Regions from separate parts of the Mus musculus genome. Here region 2 is linked to region 1. Evidence: chromatin contacts called from public Hi-C data. All regions are on one chromosome and are shown on one strand. The core of a region is the stretch at or near the end of the contact, and the rest is flanking DNA. Distances in the headings are between cores, read along the strand shown. Region 1 overlaps Srgap3 (SLIT-ROBO Rho GTPase activating protein 3). Region 2 has its middle 45 kb from the start of Gm43868.

Evidence for each region. A called contact is a pair of places that touch in the nucleus more often than the background predicts.
Region 2: a Hi-C map of cerebral cortex shows a contact between it and region 1, with 3 times the contacts expected there. The contact joins two enhancer-like sites. A contact is called at or near these places in 2 of 15 datasets of contacts at CTCF or cohesin (the NIH/3T3 cell line and pro-B cells), 6 of 484 Hi-C or Micro-C datasets (the N1E-115 cell line, bone marrow-derived macrophages, cerebral cortex and 3 more), 5 of 115 datasets of contacts at active chromatin or transcription factors (bone marrow-derived macrophages, differentiating embryonic stem cells, embryonic basal ganglia and 2 more) and 4 of 9 other capture datasets (adipose tissue, embryonic stem cells, embryonic tail and 1 more).

The regions. Positions count from the first base shown.
Region 1 is chr6:112,821,551-112,825,848 of GRCm38.p6, forward strand. The region is part of intron 2 of Srgap3 (SLIT-ROBO Rho GTPase activating protein 3); the gene reads right to left. Among named protein-coding and RNA genes, the nearest start is that of Srgap3, 120 kb to the right of the region's middle. Within about 2 kb of position 1,736, at least 29 of the 459 cell types and tissues checked have an H3K27ac peak or open chromatin away from gene starts, as enhancers often do. A contact at or near this core is called in the N1E-115 cell line, cerebral cortex and forebrain, where this site is marked.
Region 2 is chr6:112,999,088-113,003,385 of GRCm38.p6, forward strand. No RefSeq gene overlaps it. Among named protein-coding and RNA genes, the nearest start is that of Gm43868, 45 kb to the right of the region's middle. Within about 2 kb of position 1,739, at least 70 of the 459 cell types and tissues checked have an H3K27ac peak or open chromatin away from gene starts, as enhancers often do. A contact at or near this core is called in the N1E-115 cell line, cerebral cortex and forebrain, where this site is marked.

The sequences.
Region 1 (4,298 bases), core at 486-2,985:
TGGGAGCAGAGGAGGAAAAATCCAGCATGGCACCTGTTTTCTGGCTAGGCACCCAGGGAACTAGAAAGAGCCTTTGGGAATGAAGAAAAGGTTAGAATTTTGGCTGGGAAGGGAGACAGTTCCCCCCTCCCCCAGAGTCTGACAAGGCTGCAGTCAGAGAGGCAACTCTCCCCACTCCCATGACAAGGAACAAGGAAGGGACAGGCAGGGGGAGTGAACCTATCTGCCTTCTAAGCAGCATGCCCACTCTGAAGTTCCACCAAGCATGGGAAACAGCTAGCTCTGCCTTCCCATCTCCTCCCTGTCCTTTGGCTACACAAATGTGTGGGGCCCCGCTCAGGCCAACTCAATGCTGGGCACAGTGGCTTGAATGAGAAATGTCCTCGGTAGGTTCCTCTATCTGGACCCTTGGTCCCTGGTTAGGTGCTATCTGGGGAGGTGAATCCTAGCTAGTGAAGAAGCCTCAGTCATTATGGACTCCCCTCTGGAACCCTAAGCCAACAAAATGAACCTTTTCTTCCCTGAGTCTCTTTTAATCATGGCTTAATCACAGCAACCAAAAGCAATGACTACACCAGGTGAGCTGTCCACAGCCAGGATTAGAGTTGGAGCTAGTCATGCTGCAGAAGGATACCAGACCCTCACCACCACCTAAGTGGGCCACCAATAAGAGTCACCAAGGGGAAACAAAAAGACACCTGGCCCTGGGAGGAGTCCTCTCCTATGCCTACCTCCTCTGGATGTTACCATGTAAAGGTCACCTATGCTTGTGGCCTAGCTATTCAAACCATGTCACTAAACACAAGAAAAGAGCTTTCTCGTTGTTATTCAGTGGCTCATCTGCGCAACGCCTTTATGATGGGCAATCTGTAGGGCCAGGCTCAAGAGAGCCTTTGAGCGTGTGTGTTCTCCACACAGTTGACAGTGTGCTGAGGGAAGACAGTCACTGGACATGTCCCGGTTGAGTGTAGAACTAGATGGTCAGAAAGTGCTAGAATGAAGGGGCATGCCGTGCCATAGGGGCTCAGAGCAGGAGTCTTGAGACCTGACTTCGAGGTTCACTGAAGTGTCTATGAGGAGAAAGGTAAGGTAGGCTTCTAAGAAGAATTAGAGGTGGCAAAGGAAAAGTACTAGACGAGTGGCCTTCCTGGGGGGCAAGGAGTTGGGCACATACATTTAAGGGACTCAGTAAAGATAAGCGAAGTAGAGGAAGCAAGATTCATAGGGGTGAACGTGGTGGATAGTGAGGCTGGAGGATCCGCAGGGCAGCTGGGTCCTGGGGGGCCTGCTACCTCATCCCATGCACCATCCGCATTATGGGGACTGCAGAAATCAATATGAAGAGTGCAGGTGACAGATGAGGGTGGAGTACCAGGAACCTGTGCGTCCGCTCTCCTTTTCCTGGGACCACACGTTCTTTCTTCAAAATGGCACCCAGGGCTGATCTCTAGCTCACTCTGCTACTGTTCCTTGCTGCAGTCTCCATTTTAGAAGACATTAAAACGAAGCGAGCCAGCCTCCCCTCATCTCAGGCACACTAACTCTCTTGCTTTTCTCATCTTGCCTCGAAGCCTCTCCCCGGCAGGCAGAAGCTGCTGAGCTAGGACATAAGGGCAGAACTACCGCAGATGTATATATTTTCTTCTTTATGGCTAGAAACTAGCAGTGAGCATTTCTGGTGAGTCACAGCTTGCTCGCTTTCTTTGGCTAAGAAAGGTGGGAATGAGGTTCCAAGAGACTGAAGCTGGAGAGGCCAAGCCTTGCCAAGCTGGTGAGTTAGGAAAATGAAATTAGCAGCAAGCTAGCTCTGCCAGCTTCCCGGCTGGGGGCTGGAAAATTCCGCTTAGCAAACAAAACCCAGATCCAAGCCTGCAGAACCCAGGAGGCATGTGGATCTAAACCCAGTGTCCTGGGATCTTGGGATCTGGAGAGCATAAACCCCCACACCTGACACCCTCTTCAGGCACCTGATCCCCATCTTCAGTCGAGTCCTGAAATGAAAACCCCTATCCCACTAGGAAACACCTGGGCAGCCTCACTCTCCTCCCATACGGACCTCTGTGCCTTGGTTTAACTAGCAAGAAAATGGACATGACATGTGGTATATACAGAACCAAGCAAAAGAAGGGCCAACCGAAGGCTCTCTGGCCAGCTATTTCACCCTTCAATTGTGGGTCCTGAGAACCCCACTGTGTCTGCCCTTCAAGCCCCTTTTCTGTCCTTTGGAGACTATGACACATGCCCTGACTTTCCATGTCCCACCAGAATTCTCAGATGCATGAGCTAAAGGCTGATGGATGAATTTGCAAAGTATAAGTTCCTATATCATCCTTAAAGTCCACCTACCTATTCTACCTACCTAAGTGGATGGAGACAGAACTAAACTCCTATATAAATATCACTTCTTAAAGCTACCCATCATCCTTAATACAGAAAAAGTGCTATTGGCACATAGATGAAATATATGCACATACACACACACACACACACACACACACACAAACTCACAACCTGGTAAATAGTTTGATGATTATGGTGTTTCCAGGGTATGTGTGTAGGAGCCATGAGAACCATAAGGAAAGCTAAGAAGAGAAGAAGGAGCTGTAGCCATCATAAAGAGCCTCAAGAAACCTGCCATGGAAGAGAAAAGAATGTGGTGGTGATGAAAGGTGGAAAGTGGAGGATACAGAAGGTGGAAGGCAGTGGATGATGAACAAGGGGAAGTGGATGTTAGAGAAGAAGAAGATAATGGGGGTGGAGGATGGAAGGTGGAAGCCAGAAACCAGACGTAGTGCAAAGTTGTGGAATGTGCTGGAAAACAGATGGCAGGAGATACAGGCGATGAGGGGATGGACGGGCCAAGAGAAGGTGGAAGATAGATGGTGTGCAGCAAAGTAGATGGTGGTTGAAAGGTAGGAACAGTGGAGACGATGAAGGGTGGAGGTGGAAGGGGTGTGACACAGTGAAGACAGAGGTGCAGGGAAGTAAGAGAGATGTCTGAGATGATGGGAGGTAGACAAGAACAATATGAAGTAAATGTGATAGCCATTGGAGCTGATAGAAGCTGGCGGTGGGAGGTAAAGGTGAGGGAAGATACTAACCTATAGGGGATGGGAAACGAACCCTGGCGTGAGTTGGTGCTGACATCAGGATTACAGCATCCCCAGACCCAGGCTCAGTGTCTGCCTTTCGTTTTAAGTATGTGTGTGCATGCGCATGCATGCATGTGTGTGCTTAAGTGTGTGTGCTTGCATGTGTGGTGTGGGGGTGGGTGGGTATGGGTATGGTCGAGTGTGTGTGTGCTTGCATGTGTGGTGTGTGTGTGTGATATGTGTGTGTGTGTGTGTGTGTGTGTGTGTGTGTGTGTGTGTGTGTGCTTGCATGTGGGTGTGTGTGGTGCATGCGTGTGTGTGTGTGTGTGTGTGTGTGTGTGTGTGTGAGTGCTTGCATGTGGGTGGGTGTGGTGCATGCGTGCGTGCGTGTGTGTGTGTGTGTGTGTGTGTGTGTGTGTGTAAAACAGCAGGACTCCTACTCTTTCTCTCTACACTTTTTTCCCCTGAGACAAGGTCTGTCACTGAACCTTTATCTAGGTTGGCTAACAGCCTCAGTGATCCTCCTGCCTCTGCCCTCTCTGAAGCTCTGTTACAGGCATGTGCAACCGCACCTGGTCTCTATGTGGGTTTTGTGAATTTGAGCTCAGGTCTTCATGCTGGAACAGTGAATGTTCTTATCCACAGAGTCGTCTCCCCAGACTGCCGTCTTTTTCTGAAGATATTTTAGAAAGAACTTTGCCTAGTCATGGTTGTCTTTCTGTAAATGCTTGCCATAAATAGACGGTAGCCGAGAAAGGTGGTTATAAGGGAAACAAACAGCATTATGTATCTTAGGCCCGAGCTGAAGCCTGAGGTTTGCTGGAAGATTAGAGAGGTGTTACTAGTGCAGGAGCATCAAGGAGGCTTTCTTCCCAAGGCTGAAGAGAATTTAAGTTAAGGTTCAGGGAGACCCAGTGAGCCTTCCGTTCTGCATTGTGTATGACAGAGAAGAGACATGGAGACACAGAGGTAGAGATAACCACAAAGAGACAGAGAGATAAGGAATGGCCTCCTTGCTTTCAAGGACCTAGCAGGATGAAGGTGGCAGACCAGATCTATAAACTGTATGGTTCCTCACAAACCTGACCTGAGCTCTGTGAGACCCACAACTAGCCAAGCCAGACCAGAGGCTTTTCACAGAGCCTTTCACAGACGCTGATCAGATGCCCACACAGGTCTGGTTAGATAGGGACTCCAGCAAGCACT
Region 2 (4,298 bases), core at 489-2,988, 180 kb after region 1:
TGATACTCACACCAGACAATACACAGGACAGTTCCTTTCAACAAGCCATTACCTTGACATAGATGAGATTGAGAATTTTTGTTTAGAAGACCATCACATGCCAGAGACAGACAGACAGACCTTCCTTCCTTCCTTCTGCCCTCAACAGGGCCCACTATTGATTTTCTATGCATGGTCCTTCTGAGCCTGCCTGCCATCTATGATTTTGTGACAGTAATGTGGTGTCTGTTTCTTTCCTTGCTAAAAGCTGTTGATACTGCACAGACTGTCACATGCCCAGAAAGGAAAAATCCCAGAGAGTCTGGTCTGAGTCACAGAGTGCTTGTGTTACATCTTGGATGGCTCAAAGGACCTCACGTGCCTGGGATGCAGGCTGCCTGGCTGCCCAAAGAGCTAGCCTGAGGCTGCACAAAAAAAAAAAAAAAAAAAACGAGATGGGGGCAGGTGACCCTTGAAGGTTGTGGGGCTAAATATAATCTAAGAATCCTTGTATTTGTCACCCAAAGGACCTTGGGGAGAGGGGCAGAAAAACATGAGTGACCTCTACATCTTTGTCCCCCAGGTTAAGAGCACCTGCTGCTCTTCCAGAGGTTCAAAGTTTGCTTAACAACACCCTCACCAGGCTCCCAGCACACAAAACTCCAGCCCCAAGGGGACCCAACACCCTCTCCGCCTTCCTCAAGCACCCCAACACAGGGGACATATATCCACACAGACACATGCATGTCATAAAAACAACAGAAATAAATCTAGCCTAGTGTGGTAGCACCTGCCTTTAATCCCAGCACTAAGGAAGAAGAGGCAAATGGATTTCTGTGAGCTCAATGCCAGCCTGGTCTAAATAGAGTTTCAGCCTACCCAGTGCTAGGATGAAAATCCTGCTAATAGATAGATAGATAGATAGATAGATAGATAGATAGATAGATAGATTATTTTAAAGGGTTAAGAACCATCACTCTACAGATGGGTGGTCCTGGGATGTGGGTTCGGCAGTCCGGATGATGCCCACACTGTGAGGGGTCCTGCTTACTGTTATTGCCAGTTTCAAAAGAGCAGTAGAATGCAGAAGTAAACAGCTTGAATCTTACAGCTTAATCAGACAGGCCTGACTGTGAGGCACCCTCCTGTCGCTAGGCAGTGACCTGGAGAGATGACTTTGTCATATCTGAGCCTCCTCCATGTGATGGGAACATGCTAAGTACCCACTTCCCTGGGTTGGGCTGCAGGTCCATTGCGAGTATGAGAGCCTAGACTTAACACACAGCATCACTGAAATATGTGACAGGTGTCATAAAAGGATGCTGTAGCAGGAAGACACAGGTGAGGGCCAGTATGGGCAGCCCGGCATCCTCCCAGAAGTTTTTCTGTCCAGGTAGGATGCTGGTGAACCATGATGCTCACCATAAGCACCCGACTGCAGTGAGTGCTTCGTCTATGGCGGCTCCCATGGGATATTTTACTGCCCCAACTTTATGGATGGAATAATGAGACACAAGTTTACTCACAGCCTGTTATCCTGCTGTGAAAAGGGGAAGAGTCATGACAAAGACGGTTTGGTTCCAGGTCCCTTCCCCTAGCTGCACATACACTGCCCCTGAATGCCTCCGGAAGGGGAAGAAATAAAAAGAGCCTGTTCCCTTTCTTGTTCCCAAATACCTTCTCCACCCGTAATAGCAGAAAGTGACAAATGCCTAGGAGAGGAGCACTAGCTCTGCCCACCAGGATCCACTGTGAGGGAAGCCTGCAAGGCAAGATCTAGAAGCGTCTGCAGAGAGCCGAATAAGAGAAGCACTGGGAGGCAGATGAGGCTCAGAATTGAATAAACCCGGACTCCACCTGGTGACGTAGGGTCTCTGAGCCCAGAGACATACTTTCTCAAAATTTTATTTCTCCCTGTCTGAAACAAGGCTTAGACACAATATCCCAGCTAGCTCTACAAGGCTGGGCTGAACTGGTGGGGAAGAGGCTACTGCATGCTGGGAAGTGGGAGGAGGGAGTTGGTCAGAACCTATCCCGGTAAAAGAGCGCCACCTGGTGAGGCACTCTGAGAACATTACTGGTGGCTGCTCTGACCAGATCATTGTAACCCAAGGAAGCCGCTTCTAGTCTCTGAATTTCAGAACTTACAAGGACATCGGAAGCTAGCGATGATGATAATGCCTGCAATTGTTAACTCCTTTACCCACACACATTCTCTTAACCACGCTGTTTCAAAATGGCAATGAGTTGTGAAGAATGCAAAGAATAAGTGGCGATCCTTTGTTCTGGAAATGCTGTTAAGTTACTTATTTTCCCTTAACTTTTGTTTACTTAGGGTTTGGATGGATATTCTTGTTGTTATTTTGAGACAGGGGCTCACTTTATATCTCTGGCTGGGTATAAAGGCTAGGCTGTCCTCAAACTCACAAGAGGTCCTCTGACCTCAGCCTCCCGCGTGCTGGGATTAAAGTCATGCACCATTATGCCTAGCTGTTTGTTTGTTTGTTTGTTTGTTCATTTTAGTTTTTCAAGGCAGGGTTTCTGGCTGTCCTGGAATTTACTCTGTAGACTAGGCTGACCTCGAACTCATAGAGATCCTCCTGCCTCTGTCTCCTAAGTGCTGGGATTAAAGGAGTGCGTCATGCTTGTTTTTAGTAGTAAGCACACAGCATGAGACTTTCCTATATTCAGGCAGGGCGGCACTGACTCCGGCGTGATGTTGTATAGGTCTTAAGAACTCACCCATCCTGAGTAACTTAAACGATACTGAATGCTGCTGATTACATGATTAACCTTGTCCAGAATAATTTATTCTTATGACTTCATTTAGCCCCTCCCCCAAGGAACCACGTGAGTGGAGGAGGAACCAGAAGAGTACAGCACTCACTGCGTCAGCGCCTAAGACTCTGCCGACTTGAAAAGTCCACACTAACACGTGTAATGCGAATTACACTTGATAAACATGCATTTACTAAAGCCGTATGACCACTGCAGGAGAGAGAGGTTGTTCTCACAGTTAGGGAACTGTAAATGTGCTGCGTTTGAATCTTAAATGTCCTTCAAAGGCTCATGTGTTAAACAGTTGGTTCCTGGGCCAAGGTGTTGCTAGGTGTTGCTAGGAGGAGGTAGAACTTCAAGATGTGGAGCCCTAGGGGGAAGCTTTAGGTAATAGGGAAAGGCAAGACCTGAGGGAATTATGGGACTCTGGTCTCTTCGTTTATCTGCACCTGACGTGAAGGGCTCTCTTCTACACTGTGTGTTGCCACTATAATGTGCCACACCACGGGTTCAGAAGTAAGGGGACCAACCATTCACAGACTGAGATTTCCAATCTATGGGCTAAAATACACGGTTCCTTTTGACAGGTTTGTTGTCTCCAGTATCTGTGGCCGCTCTGGAAAGCCGACTACACAAGGTGCTGGGTGCTGAGCATTGGCTGATGTTTAGAGGTGCACCTGACCAAGGGACTGGGGAGTCAGTCTTCATGCTGAGGAAACTATCCATTTGGAAAGAGGCAGAGACATGACTAAGCCCTTTGTAAGATTGACATACAATATGGACGCATCTAGAAGCCAGAAGAGCTGACTTGCTCTACGGAAAGAACTGTCAAAATGGCTATGCCCGGGGTGATTCTGCCCCAAGCATCTGCATCCCTCATGAGGGCTCTGCTCGAAGACTATCTGCCCCATCTTTCCTTTTGACATCTCAGCTCCTTAACAACACCTGTGTCCTGATCTCCTGATAACCAGAGCCCAACAAGGAGCGGAGCAATGGCTGCTAAACAGATATTTATTCAGAAGAGGCCTCTAATTCATCTGTCTTTCCCCCAGTCCTTCCTCTTGTTCCTGGTACCCACACAGATTAGCCCCTAGTTCCTCAAGGGACATCTAAGGATGTGGAGATTCAGAGGCAGCCTCCAGCCTAAACAAACTAATGACGCCTCACAGATGCGGCTCTTCACCAGCCCCCCTGGCACAAGGTCAATTAAGACAGTAAAGCTGACAACAGGCACAGATGCCCTTCACTGAGCCCTCACTCCGTGCTAGCCTGCTGCTAAGCCCTATTGCATGACCAAATGACTGCCCATCCCAAATAGGGTATGTGCTGGTTAGGGATTTTTTTGTTTGTTTGTTTCTGTTTTGTCAACTGACATAAGCTTGAGTCATCTGGGAAGAGAGAATGTCAACTGAAGAACAGCCTCTGTCACATTGCCTCCATCTTGACAGATGGTTGATGCGGAGGGCCCAGGCCACAGGTGCTGTCCCTGGCCAGGTGGTCCTGGGCTGCATAAGAAAGCAGGCTGAACAAGCCATGGGGAG